Regions from separate parts of the Oryctolagus cuniculus genome. Here region 2 is linked to region 1. Evidence: chromatin contacts called from public Hi-C data. All regions are on one chromosome and are shown on one strand. Each heading gives the region's core, a stretch centred on a gene start, on an enhancer-like site or on the middle of the called end of the contact. The rest is flanking DNA. Distances are from core to core; before and after follow the strand shown. Region 1 has its middle 6.8 kb from the start of ELOVL5. Region 2 overlaps GCM1 (glial cells missing transcription factor 1).

The links. Hi-C and Micro-C count contacts between places; a contact is called where the count stands out from the background.
Region 2: a Hi-C map of an unstated tissue shows a contact between it and region 1, with 2.5 times the contacts expected there. The contact joins two enhancer-like sites.

The regions. Positions count from the first base shown.
Region 1 is chr5:116,428,676-116,435,312 of mOryCun1.1, forward strand. No RefSeq gene overlaps it. Among named protein-coding and RNA genes, the nearest start is that of ELOVL5, 6.8 kb to the right of the region's middle. Within about 2 kb of position 1,851, at least 8 of the 8 cell types and tissues checked have an H3K27ac peak or open chromatin away from gene starts, as enhancers often do.
Region 2 is chr5:116,598,085-116,605,473 of mOryCun1.1, forward strand. The region is part of intron 1 of GCM1 (glial cells missing transcription factor 1); the gene reads left to right. Among named protein-coding and RNA genes, the nearest start is that of GCM1, 26 kb to the left of the region's middle. Within about 2 kb of position 1,362, at least 2 of the 8 cell types and tissues checked have an H3K27ac peak or open chromatin away from gene starts, as enhancers often do.

The DNA of each region.
Region 1 (6,637 bases), core at 601-3,100:
TTTTAAAGATTTATTTATTTATTTACTTATTTGAAAGTCAGAGTTGCACAGAGAGAGGAGAGGCAGAGAGAGAGAGGTCTTCCATCTGCTGGTTCACTTCCCAATTGGCCGCAACAGCCAGAGCTGCACCAATCCAAAGCCAGGAGCCAGGAGCCTCTTCCCGGGTCTCCCACGTGGGTGCAGGGTCCCAAGGACTTGGGCCATCTTCCACTGCTTTCCCAGGCCACAGCAGAGAGCTGGATCGGAAGCAGAGCAGCCAGGTCTTGAACTGGCACCCATCTGGGATGCCAGTGCCTCAGGTCAGCGTTAACCCACTGCCACAGCGCCTGCCCTGGCCAATCTGTTAAACTGGATTAGTTAATGGCTCAAGTAGTTGAGTCCCTGCTATCCAAGTGGGAGACCCAGATTGGATTCTGGTCTCCTGGCTTATGACTGGCCCAACTCTGGCATTTGGGGAATGATCCAGCATTTGAAAGCTCTCTCTCTCTCTCTCTCTCTGCCTTTCAAATAAATAAAAAGTTTTGAAAAAATAAAAATCAGATTGAATTAAAAGTATCATTGTAATTGGCTACTCAGTCTCACTACAAAACAGTTTGTGACCTAATTAACTGTCCTTATCAAACTATTCTGTTCTCTGCTTGCCTCAAAAGCTGAAGCGCCTGAACAAGACTTGGGCAGCCCTCCAGCAACTCAACCACCCAAAGGGGTTTTGTTTTAGGTCAGGTTAGGGCTACAAAGCCATCAACCCATATGGCACATGTCGAGGCCTCAAGGAAATGTCCTAACATGCAAACTCTGTACTTTACGTGGTTGTCAAGAAATGCAAACCCGTCTCCAAGTAGAGCTTGCTCTCGGCTAGACGCACCATCCCTCTGCTAGGGACTGCAAACAGTACAGGATTCCTTTGCCCCCTTCCATTGGTTGTGGATTGAAACTTCATGATCTGGGGCAAAGAGGTGTGGAAAGGGCCCAGGCTTGGTTCCTTACACGTCTGACCTGGGCCAGAATCTCTGGGCCTGTTTCTACATCTGACCCTCCAGACACGTTGGGAGGATTGAACCAGAAGTGAAAAATCTAACAGCCATGGGTGAAAAAACTGCTTTCGGTGCCTCTAAGGTTTACAAGGAACTTGCAGGGTGGGTGGGGGAAGGCAGTGTATGACCTCGGTGCCAACAGAAAAACCACTAGGTTTCCTTTTCTTACCCTCTCTGGTGAGTCAGCCTTCATGGAAGATGGCTCAGTAGAAAAAAAAATATCAGCCCGTTTGTAAAGTACACCAGGAGAAAGAGTGTCAACGTCACAAATTTGTGAGAGCACAAAAATCATATATATGTATGTATGTATGTATATATATATTTAACCTCAACGGGAGCCGCCTGTCACTGTTCCACCCTCGCCCCGGGCGGCAGCCACGCAAGGGTTAGCCCAGTTTATCTGGCAAGGCTCAGCGGGGATGATAAAGATGAGTTAAGACTTGGAGGCTTCTCTCCAGTGGCCCTCCAGAGCACCAGGCCTTGGCCGAGCTGCCCACAGGGACATATTTTCGTACTGCCTCTTCTGCCGTCCCGCCGACTTCCCCTGAGTTGCGTCTCCAGACCCGGGGCGCCCCGCGTTCCAGCCTGGACTCTGGGGTCTCACTGGCGTGGGACCACCGGGAGGGAGTCAAGGCCGCTTTCCATTCTTCCCTCAGGCCGGCATCTGCCTTGGGATCCCACACAACTCTGCTCCCCCTGGTTCATTTGCCCCCGCTCCCACCCCCACGTCGCTCGCAGGGTCAGCGCGGGGACGAGGTCCGGTCATTGCCCGGGAATGACCCGGCCTGGCCGCGAGCGCCGGGCGGGGCGGGGAGGGAGCGAGCGCGCGCCTCGCGAAGCCCCGCCCCATCGCCAGATGCGGCGCCGATGGTGCGCGGTGATTGGTGGCTGCGGCCGCGGGATGAATGGGGTGACCGCGGCGGGGAGGGGGAGGGGTGAGCGAGGAGGCGGGGCGGGGCCGCGGAGGGCTCGCGGGTGGCGGCAACGCCCTCGGGCGCGGGCGGCTAACGGTCCGGGTTCCCCGCGAGGGGAGGGCAGGGCAGGGCCGCGTAGGTGGGCGCGGGTGCGAGGCTGGCGTGGTGTGTGGGTCGGGGGCCCAGCCTTTGCACTGGGGGCGGAGGACCTAGGTGCACAGGGAAGTCGCTCGCGCCCGGGGGCCGGGGCCTAAGGGAACCCGTGCCCCTGTGGCTGCGTCCCGGGCTCTGGAAGCGCGGGGCGCAGAGATGGCCGGGCTCGTCCCAGGGGCAGCTGCGGTTCACGTGCGTGTCTGTGTTTGGTACCCTGCGGGCACCGGCTGTGGGGAGTGCTGTGAGCTGAGGAAATGGGACTAAGGGGCAGTGTGACTAGGAAAAGACCCCCCAGGCAAAGATGACTTGTAGCCCCGCCGAAGGCCCTGCCACCTCAGAGTCATTTCCTCATCTCTCCCACGTCTGAATTCCCAGAGAGCTTTTTTTTGCACTTCCTAAGGCTCACGACTTTTTACCATGTATTATAATTTTATCGTCTTAATTCCTGGCATAGAACAGATCCCCTGAGCATAGTCAGTAACCATGTACTTAGCATCCAACTGACTTCCAGATTTCCGCTAGGTACTGAGGATCATTTTGAAATGAAATACTGCATTCCCGAATGTTTCCTGAAAGTTACTTCGATCCTTTTGTGCTTGCCCTATACATCCTATGTCCCTACTCCTTGGGAATTTTTCTTGATTATTAAACCTCAAGGCAGCTTTCCAGGCTTCCAAAGCATAGTTACTTCTTTCTAAAAAAGATTTTATTCATTTATCGTTCCAGTTTTAGTATATGTGCTGCCAAAGCGAGCACAAGATTTTGTTTATCTATTTGACAGGTAGAGTTACAATGAGAGGGAGAAACAGAGAGAGAGATCTTCCATCCACTGGTTCATTCTCAAATGGCCGCAACGGTGGGAGCTGGGCCGATCCGGAGCCAGGAGCTTCTTCCAGGTCTCCCAAGTGGGTGCAGGGGCCCAAGGACTTGGGCCATCTTCTACTGCTTTCCCAGGCTACAGCAGAGAGCTGGATAGGAAGAAGAGTAGCCAGAACTAGAACCTGAGCCCATATGGGATGCCAGCACCGCAGGCGGAGGGTTAACCTACTGCGTCACAACGCTGGCTCGGCCTAGTTGCTTCTGAGTTGGCTGATCCAATAAACTGCACCTGCCCATTAGCGAATGCAAACATGGTGCATTATTCTTCCCCATAAGACATGTGTGTATTTATGTGTTATAATAGTAACCTGCAATGACTTAATTCAAAGTAATAGATGAAATGTTTACCAATGCTGGGGAACATGGATTGGGAAACGCAGGTGCCTTCCCAATAAATTTCCTTGATCAATAAAGAAGGAGCTCAATTTGTTTTCAAAGTGGCTGGCCTTGCTCAATCCCTCTTATGAAAGAGGGCAACCTGTGTGCCAATCTTCTCTGATATAAGAAAAATATACTTGGGAAAGGCAAATTTTTGTAACTGGAATATTGACACAGTTATCAATATTGTTGATTGCTGTGACAAGTAATGTAAATAAACTTTTATTTCAGTTTTTCTGTCTTTGGTTCTATTTCATAAAGTTTTTTAAAAAAAGATTATTTATTTACTTGAAATTCAGATTTACAGAGAGAGGGAGAGACAGAGAGAGATCTTCCATCCACTGGCTCATTCCCCAAATGGTCACAACAGTCAGGCTGGGCCAGGTGGAAAGCAAGGAGTTTAGAATTCCATCTGGGTCTTGCCCATGGGTGCAGGGGCCCAAACACTTGGACCATCTTCTGCTTTCCCAGGTACATTAGCAGGGAGCTGGATCAGAAGTGGGGTGGCCGGGACTCCAAAAGTGATCATGGCATCGCAGGCAGTGGCCAGTTGCCAGCCCCAAAGTTAAAGTTTTAATGTTAGCTTTTCCTACATAATAAATTATCCATAAAATTAATGACTTGAAATGTCTTTTTATCTCAAAGTTTCTGCAGGTGAATAATTGGTTCTCACAGACTACTGTCAAGGTGTCAACAGGGGTTGTAATCATCACAAGGGTCTACTGGGAAAGATTCATTTGCGCGTTCACTTGTGTGGATTCAGACCTCACAGGATATTAGATTGAGGACCTCAGTTTCCTAGTTGTCTGTCTGTTAGTAGGAGGCCAACCTTAGTTCCTTGCCAGCCATATGGACATCTCCAATATGGCATTTTTCCAGGCAAGAAGCTATGAAGAGAATGCCAGTTAGATAGAAATTACCTTCTTTTCTAACCTAGTCTAGAAACTGACATTCCATTTGTTTCCAAGCCGGTTGCTAGGTTCAGCCCACGGGCATGGATATCAGGTGTCAGAAGTCGCCTGCCACATCATCACAGCACAATACACTGATGATCTGAATGTGGGACTTCAAAAGTCCTGGCATATCCTGAAAACAGCCTGCAGTGTTTTGTTAGCTATCATTATCATACAGAACGTAAACAGCCTCTGAGAGTCCAGTTCAATAAACAGTTATTGAATGTTCACTATGTCCCTAACACAGCACCATCGTAGAGATAACAAATATGAATGCCTTTGATTTTGGGAAGATAGGTATAAACAATCAGTATTATAAGTGAAATAAAAAGCAATCAATTATACGTGAAATAAAAACCTTCAGAGTGCTCTGATCATGGGAGGGAGAAGGAAAACATTTTGTTCTAGATCACATTCTGGAAAGTAACAAGTGTGAGGAGGTGAATAGAAAAATGGTTAAATGTAGATCAAGACTCAGAAGTTAATTTTATGTACCAACAAGAAATAAAAGCAATGACATATTGTATTCTGCATTTTCCAGATGTCAGTCTAAAGCTGCCCCAATGTTATGCTCCTAGGGTATCTGACAACTTTTAAATTTTATAAGCATTCTATAGAAATACATTTGATACAGGGCAGCATATCATTTAGCCATTCAAATTAGAAGTCAACACTGCAATGCTGTTTAATCCAAGGGAATTAACTGAATGAACCCCACATAAAGACATATACGAATGCCAAACAATAATTTTCAAAAGTAATTAAACTAAACACAAACTTGTAGAATTGGAGCCTTAAGACACAGTCACTCTTAGCAAAAGGTGAACCTAAGATTGTGAAAAGAAGTTGTACTAAAAGTTTCTGATACTGGGGCCAGTGCTGTGGCATAGTGGGTAAATCTGCCACTTGCAGTGCTGGCATCCCATATGGGTGCCGGTTTGACTATTGGCTCCTCCACTTCCGATCCAGCTCTCCACTATGGCCTGGGAAAGCAGTAGAAGGTGGCCCAAGTCCTTGGGACCCTGTACGCACATGGGAGACCCAGAGGAAGCTCTGGCTCCTGGCTTCGGATCAGTTCAGTTCCAGCCATTGTAGCCACTTGAGGAGTGAACCAGTGGATGGAAGACCTCTCTCTCTCTCTGCCTCTGCTTCTCTGTAAATCTGCCTTTCAAATAAAAATAAATAAATCTCTTTTTTTGTTTGTTTGTTTGTTTGTTTGACAGGCAGAGTGGACAGTGAGAGAGAGAGACAGAGAGAAAGGCCTTCCTTTGCCATTGGTTCACCCTCCAATGGCTGCTGTGGCTGGCACGCTGTGGCTGGCGCACCGCGCTGATCCGAAGGCAGGAGCCAGGTACTTCTCCTGGTCTCCCATGGGGTGCAGGGCCCAAGTACTTGGGCCATCCTCCACTGCACTCCCGGGCCACAGCAGAGAGCTGGCCTGGAAGAGGGGCAACCGGGACAGAATCCGGCGCCCCGACCGGGACTAGAACCCGGTGTGCCGGCACCGTGAGGCGGAGGATTAGCCTAGTGAGCCGCGGCGCCGGCTAAAATAAATAAATCTTTAAAAAAAAGTTTGATATGTAACAGCATGCCTAATACTGCAAGTGCACAAAAACAAGGTCTTTTGTGGTTCCTTATACAGATAATTAAAACATCACATGTTCTAAAATGACAATCACTTATGACTAATTTTTTTTGAGAACCAGTTTTATAAATGATAGGATTAGGGCAAAGCATATTCTGTACTGTATCATCAGTTCCAACATCTAATAAACTACTTTCAGAATATATTAATTCAGCCAAACATGCTCCTTATCCAAACATGCTCCTTTTTTGCCAGCTCTGCACTGCTGGCTTTTGGCTAAAATTTTAATTATCTATGTCCTAAAAATATTTAGCTCATTAATATGCTATAGAATGGAATAAGTAAGTTACAAAAGTTCTGACAAGCAGCAATGTTGAGTCTGTCTTTGTTTAAAATGTTATCTTTAGCATAACTTAGCATTTGAAGTAGTTGAGAACAGACTTTAGTTCAAGTCTTAATTCTGCACTAATTGGCTTTATAGTCTCAGGTATACCCCTTAACTCTTCTTCAGCTCCATATTCTTATCTCATTTTGGTGTTGAAAGAATAAAATGAAATTTTAGGAACTTATAAGTAGCCAAAAAGGAAAGAATTGGTACCAAATTTTATTTATCATCAAAATAAATATCACCATAATTTGTATTTCTAGAGAAAGTCCTTGGTATTCAAGATAACTAGTGCATTTATAGAGAGAATAAGATAGCTCAAACCCACGCAATTTAAAACCTAATGTTTCCTTTTC
Region 2 (7,389 bases), core at 112-2,611, 170 kb after region 1:
AGAGTTACAGAGAGGCAGAGTTGGAGAAAGAGAGAGAGAGAGGTCTTCCATCTGCTGTTTCACTCCACAGATGGCCTCAATGGCCGGAGCTGGGCCGATCTGAAGCCAGGAGTTCTTCCGGGTCTCCCACACGGGTGCAGGGGCCCAAGGACTTGGGTCGTCTTCTACTGCTTTCCTACACCATAGCAGAGCGCTGGATCAGAAGTAGAACAGCTGGGACTCGAACCGGCGCCCATATGGGATGCCGGTGCTGCAGGCGGCAGCTTTACCCACTATGCCACAGTGCCGGCCCCAATATGAAAATGTTTAAAACACTTGAAGCACCTTCCTCTTCTAGTCTTGGAGCCTTTTTTATTCCAAACATGAAGATACAACATTCCAGGTAGCTGGTTCTTGGTTTCGTTGCTTATTTCCAAGTCATATGTAGTTAGAGGAGACTGGATTGTTAACTCTCTTTGTATGTTATGATGTCATATAAACTGTGATTGGATAAGTTGTAGGTTTTTTTTGTTTGTTTTTTAAAGATTGATTCATTAATTTGAGTAGAGTTACAGAGAGGGAGAAGCAGAGGGAGAAAGAGAGGTCTTCCATCTATTTGTTCATTCCCCAAATGGCTGCAATGTACAGGGCTGGGCCAGACCTAAGCCAGGAGCCAGGAGCTTCATTGGGGTCTCCTATGTGGTTGTAGGAGCCCAAGCACTTGAACCATCTTCCACTGCTTTCCCAGCCACATTGGCAGGGAGCTGGATCAGAAGTGGAGTAGCTGGGATTGCAACTGGTGCCCATATGGGATGCCAGCGCTGCAGGCGGCAGCTTAACCCACTATGCCACAGCTCTGGCCCCAGGCTTCATAATCTTATAAAATACTTTAGGATATGTTTTTGCTTTTTTGTTTTGTAAAATGAGTATAAATAGAGAAAGGGGGAGGGTTGAGCCTTTAAAATATGCATTGGATATATATGGTTGGTGCTGTGAAGTTGGGCTAAAGAGAAGTCAGGTGTCCTGCTCAGGTGAGCAGGTGAGTAGGATCAGACCCTTCAGGAAGGAAAGGCATAAACAAACATTATAATCACAGATTCTGCACTCACTAGACTGGGATATTCGACATAAACAATCAAAGGAGGACATGGCAGAGGCTGTAGAATAGTCAGGTTTTCAAATCAGTCTGCTCTGCAGGCTGCTCACCCTCACCAAGAGATGTGGCTACTTCTCAAGGAAAAGTAAGATCCATCTCGGCATCACATAGAGATGGGAAATGATGATTTCCGAGTTCTTTCTGTAGGCTGTTTGCATGGTTCTAAAATGTAAGCTCATGAAAAGGCTGCAGACTCAGTAGGGAAGCTGGGAGCCAGCAGTGTCCAGGGACATCCTGATGAGGGAAGGCAAGGGTAACTGCAGGGAGTGGGTGAAAGTTCCCCGGGGCCAGGGCAGTGTTAGCTCGCAGCTGTGTCCTCAGTTCCCCCAGCGCACTTGGCACAGCGAGGGGCTCAGTAAATATTTTCCGAGTGAATAAATCGGAGAACAGCGAAAGGAAACCTTCGGACTCTCCCAGGGTAGCTTGGGCCACTCTCCCAGATGTGTAGCCTGAGGCATTAGCATTTCTGACTTGGGTTCCTCCAGTGAATGAGAGAGCTTCAGCAGAGATTAAGTAACACAGCAGCTGACACTTGGCCTGTTCCTTTTACCTACAGGGAAACAGATGGCAAGTAGTGAGCGCATGATGGAAGCCGTTTTAGAGTTTTTTGTTCTAAAGGAAAATCTTTTTTTTTTTTTTAATTTGGAAATCTTGGAACCTAGGAAAATATTTTCCAATCAAGTTTATTGTTTACTCTCCATTTTAAGTCAACTCCTATGAAAGATAATTTTTACATACATTATCTTATTAGACCCTGGAAAAAATCCTTTGGAATAGGCAACATTCTGGGGAAAAAAAAGTGACAGATATGCAAAAAACTAAACAAAAGCAGGTTAATGGATGAGATAAGACTTCAAACCCAGGCTATCTGATGTCAAAACCCGAAGTTTACCTAACTTCTCACCCAGAGCCAGACTTTTCACAGCAATGGTTCTTTCTAGATTTAGGGGTCATCATGGTATTGATTATTCCAAAGTTCTTCTTTCCACAATATTGGAATCATTCTCTGTCGATTTCAGCCCATTAGCACGGGGTCTAGGATCTGGAGTGTGCAAAGGGAAAACAGAGCTGGCCTGAAGATGCAGCTGTGTCCCAGTGACTGTTCCCGCTGCCTGGGCAAAGCCCATGGCCCTGCACACAGGGGACAAAGAAAATGCTTGGTGCATTGACTCTAGTTTGGTCTTTCTTGCTGTGATTGCTAACGGATGAAATAGCTCCCATTTCACTCCCTCCAAGGTCACAGCTGATGTTCTGCAAGCTGCTGGCTCTCTGCCCAGAAAGCTCTCCCGGGGAAGATTGACTTAATCTCCTAATTCATTTAGTCAGAAGTGTTTGTTGAGGGCCTACTATGTCCTGGGCAGTGCTGGGCCCATGTCAGTGAACCAAGTAGACATCTGCCCTGTAGAGTTTACCATGAGTTTGAAAAAATAAAGAGCTCCTCTATAATCTTTCAGAGAGTGATAACTGTTGGGAGAGATGGGAAGGAAGAAGTAGGAAGAACTGGGAATTTCAGAATGGGAACTGGGGTGGTTACCACTTAAATGAGTTGGCTATGTGGGCCAAGATGAGGGGTGTGAACCAGGTGTCTTGTGGCTATGGGCGGGGGGAAGGGTAAAGAAGGCTGTGCTCCTGCAGCTCCAGCACACCTGGACAGACAGGCAAGGCCGAGGGTTGCAGGAGGCAAGGTGAGAGACATGGTCCACCTCCAGCCACATGCAGCTGTAGAGCGCTTAAAATGCAGTTTGTCCTCCTCCGGCTGTGCTGTGAGATGAAATGTCTCAGAGCGTTTCAAAGACTGTGAAGGAAAACAAGCAACAAATATCTCAATTATCATTTTGATTCCATGCTGAAATAATATTTTAGAGACACTGGGTTAAATAAAACAATGCTATTCAAGTTCATCTCGTTTATTTCTGTTGACTCAATTTAAACAGCCACAGGTGGCTCACATTCTATTTCTGCTGGACCGTGCTGGTCTGGAGCCTTGAGTGCCTTTGTAAAGATTCTGGATTTTGTTCTGAACAAAGTCGGAGCCCTTGGAGAGTTTGAGCAGAGGAGTGATATGATCTGACTTTTAAAAAAAAAATTCAGGTGGGAGGCAGTGCTGTGGCATAGCAGGTTAAACCTCAGCCTGCGGTGCAGGCATCCCATTGGGCACTGGTTCATGTCCTGGCTGTTCTACTTCTGATCTACCTCCCTGCTATGGCCTGGGAAAGCAGTGGAAGATGGCTCAAGTCCTTGGGCCTTTGCACCCATGTGAGAGGCCCGAAAGAAGCTCCTGGCTCCTGGCTTCAAATCAGCCCAGCTCCAGCCATTGTGGCCATTTGGGCCATTTACTTATTTATTTATTTATTTGAGTTATTTATTTGAGAAGCAGAGTTACAGAGGGAGAGAGAGGTTCAGAACTAGTGATGGAAAACCTCTCTCTCCCTCTGTAACACTGCTTCTCAAATAAATAAATCTTAAAGAATAATCCAGGGCCAATGCCACTGCTTAAGCCTCAACTTGTGATACCTCTGTTTTGTATCAGTGTCAGTTTAAGTTCCCAGTACTCTGTTTCCATTCCAGTTCCCTGCTAATGGCCTGGGAAGACAGTGGAAGATGACCCAAGTGCTTGTGCCCCTGCCACCCACGTGGAAGATCTGGTTGGAGCTCTTGGCCCAGCCTGGCTATTATGACAATTTGGAAAGTGAACCAGAGGATGGAAGATCTCTGTCTCGGTTTCTCCCTCTCTCTGTGTGTCGCTCTGCCTTGCAAATAAATCTTTAAAGGTAAACTTAAAGAATCCTGTTGATCACTGTGTTGAGAATGAACTGTTTGAGCACACACATGACAGCAGAGAGACCAGCTGGGAGGCTGTGGAGTAAGCTGGGGGGAAATGATGGTGGTTTAGCTCAAGTGGCAGTGGTGAGATGTGGTCAGCATCCTGAGATATTTTGAAGATAGGGCCAACAGGATTTCCTGTGGAATTAGATGTGGGTTATGAAAAAAAGGAAGACATTGGTGATGACTGCAATGATTTTGGCCTGAGAAACCGGAAGGATGGGGTTTCCGTTAATTGGGACTGGAAGACTGGACAGAGCAGTGGAATAGGAGGTTGTCAGTATGGGTGTCAGTCACATGGAGACATTGAGTAATTGGATATTAGCCTATGGTGCTCAAGGGACAAGACCAAGCTAGAGACAAAAACTTGGAAATTTTCAAAGTGGCAAAGTCAACAGACTAGAGGATGCCCACATCCAATTTTGTGTTCAGTACCCAGCTCTGTTCATGACTCCAACTTCCTGTCAGTGCAGACCCTGGGAGGCAGCAATGATGGCTCAAGTAATTTGGTTCCTGCCACCCATATGGGAGATCTGGATTGCATTCCTGATACCAACTTCAATGTTTAACCTGGGACTGTTGCAGGCATCTGGGGAATGAACCAGAGGATGGGAATGTTCTTTCTTGCTCTGGCTTGCTCTCTCTCTGCCTCTGCCTCTGCCTCTCAAGTAAATAATTAGATAATTGTTTACAACAAAGAAAAAAGTGCAAGGAATGTGCCTTGGAATACCAGGCAATGCTGGATTGGATAGAAAAGGCAGAATCTATAGGACTAAGAAAGGAGGAGCAGAAACCAGATGGCTGTACCCTGAGAGTCCATAGAAAACTGTTTCTAGTAGAAGCAAGCGATCTGCTGATTCCAGTGTTGTCTGCAGATACAGTTGAGGATACAAGTGACCGACGGATTAAGGTGATGTGCAGGTCAGGAGGAGTTTCTTTGGCCTGAGCAAACGCCTCCATGCATTGGGTACACCCAATAATAGCAGGAAGGGCTTTGAACCAGCATGAATCAGAGTCTGCAAAACTGGAAGAAGAAATAGAGAAACAGGGCCAATGAGGGATTGTAAGTAGTGATGGGAGAGATAGGAGCAGGTTTATGTGCTGATGGAAATAACCAGTAGGGAAGAAAATTGATGATGTGCGGAGAGAAGGTGGACAGTTGGTGGAGTCGTGTTCCTGTGGTGATGAGAGCTCCTGTGTAGGACACAGGAAGGGTGGTTTACAAGCAGAGACGCGGACCGGAAGGGTGCAGATGTGATAGGGACGTCACATCGTGGAAGTTCTGTCGGTGTTAGGGAGCAGGACCACGGGCAGGGTGAGCTGTGTGAGCTCTGCAGAGCGAGTTGAAAGTGTAAAATAGTTGCCTTGGAGAGTTTGAGTGAACACACTAGGGAAATACACAATAACGTTTATGCCCATGGATTTGAAAAGTGACGACCCAGGCAGGGAGGTGTATTCACAGGAGAGATCTTAATGATTGACCAGAGTTGACTTACTCAAATATTTGTTGACTCTTATCACAGCAGCAATGTAATAAAACTGCTCTGTAGACAGAGTCGCTAACTAATCATCTGCTGCCTCTTAGGAAACCTTGCTGCAAGAGCCCTGCCCCCTGTTGGCCCTGTGAGGAACTGTGGCTGTGAAACACCCTAAAAGACAGGGCTGCCACCTGGTGGCCAGTCACTGCTGCTGCAGAGACGCCAGTCTCAAGCTCACTGCAGGACTTTCTCGATGTTCCCACCCCGTGACTAGCGGCTGCTCCCCCATATTGGTTAGCTCTGTATTTCCCCACCCTCACCATCCCAGCCTTATTCTCAGCACCAAACAAATCAATCTCTACTGTGGGATGCTCGTTGCCTGGGAAGGTTTCCATCTTAGCAGACAACACTGGTATCAAGAAGACCTCAAGAGCCAGTGAAGTGAAATAGTTATTGAATTTCAAACATCTGAGGGACACCAGGGCAAATGATATTTTAGATCAAGGGTCTGTACATGCGATCACCCCACATCCTGTCAAGTGCATGGAAAACCACTGAGCATAACTTTTGTGCTTTTCTATTACATTTATATCAGATAACTAAAAATCTACAGTGCCTGAGGCTCTAAATGTGCTAATATCTACTTATCACCCAGTGGTTTGTCCTCAGAAATCTTTTTTTAAAAAAGATTTATTCATTTATTTGTAAGGTAGAGTGACAGAGTGAGGAGGTGGGGGGGGGGTTGGAGAGAGAGGGAAGGGGAGAGAGAGAGATCTTCCATCTACTGGCTCACTCTCCAAATGGCCACATATCCATCCTGGTCTCCCACATGGGTGTAGAGGCCCAAGCACTTGGGGCCATCATCTGCTGCTTTCCCAGGCTCATTAGCAGGGAGCTGTATTGGAAGTGGAGGAATTGGGACTGGAACCAGCACTCTAATATGGGATACTGGAGTCACAAGTGGAGGTTTAACTTACTGTGCCATGACAGCAGCGCTGTCTTTAGAAATCTTGAATATTCTTCTCTCCTTACACTTGTTTCCTAGGTTGATTAAAATTTTATAATTAGTACTATTACTATAAATGTATTGGTGCTCTTTAAAAATTCAATGAATTATCCAATAGGACTATGTAGCATATCAGGTTTTATGATTTTTTGGTAATTTTTTAAAAATTATTTATTTATTTGAAAGGCAGAATTACAGAGAGGCAGAGAGAGAGAGGTCTTCCATCTATTGGTTCACTCCCCAGATGGCTGTAACAGCCAGAGCTGTGCCCATCTGAAGCCAGGATTCAGGCGCTTCCTCCGGGGATCCCACTTTGGTGCAGGAGCCCAAGGACTTGGGCCATCTTCTACTGCTTTCCCAGGCCATAGCAGAGAGCTGGTTTGGAAGTGGAGCAGCCAGGTCTTGAACTGGCGCCTATATGGAATGCCGGTACTACAGGCAACGGCTTTACCCCCTACACCACAGCACTGGCCCCTGTAATAACTTTTTAAAGAAAGATTATTTATTTGAAGGACAGAGTAATAGAGAAGAAACCACACACACACACAGATCTTTCCTCTGCTATTTCACTTCCCAGATGCTTGCAACAGGCAGAGCAGAACCAGCCAGAACCAGGAACTCCCAGGTGGGTGACAGGGAGTCAAATACTTGGGCCATCATTTGCTACCTCCTAGGGTGTGCACCAGTAGGAAGCTGGATCGGAAGCAGAAGAGCTGGGAACCAGGCTCTCTGATATAGGAAGTAGACATCCTGAGTGGTGACTTAACCCACTGCCCTAGATTTTGTTTTACTAACAGATTAGATTAGTTATCTGGCAGCAAAACCCAGAAGCGACAGAGCAGCAAGTGGGCAAGTATCTTTCACTCACTCTCTATTTTTACCTAAGTTATACCTGCATCTAAATTCAAGTGGTAAAAACAGCTTCTGACGCAAGCCCACAAGAAACT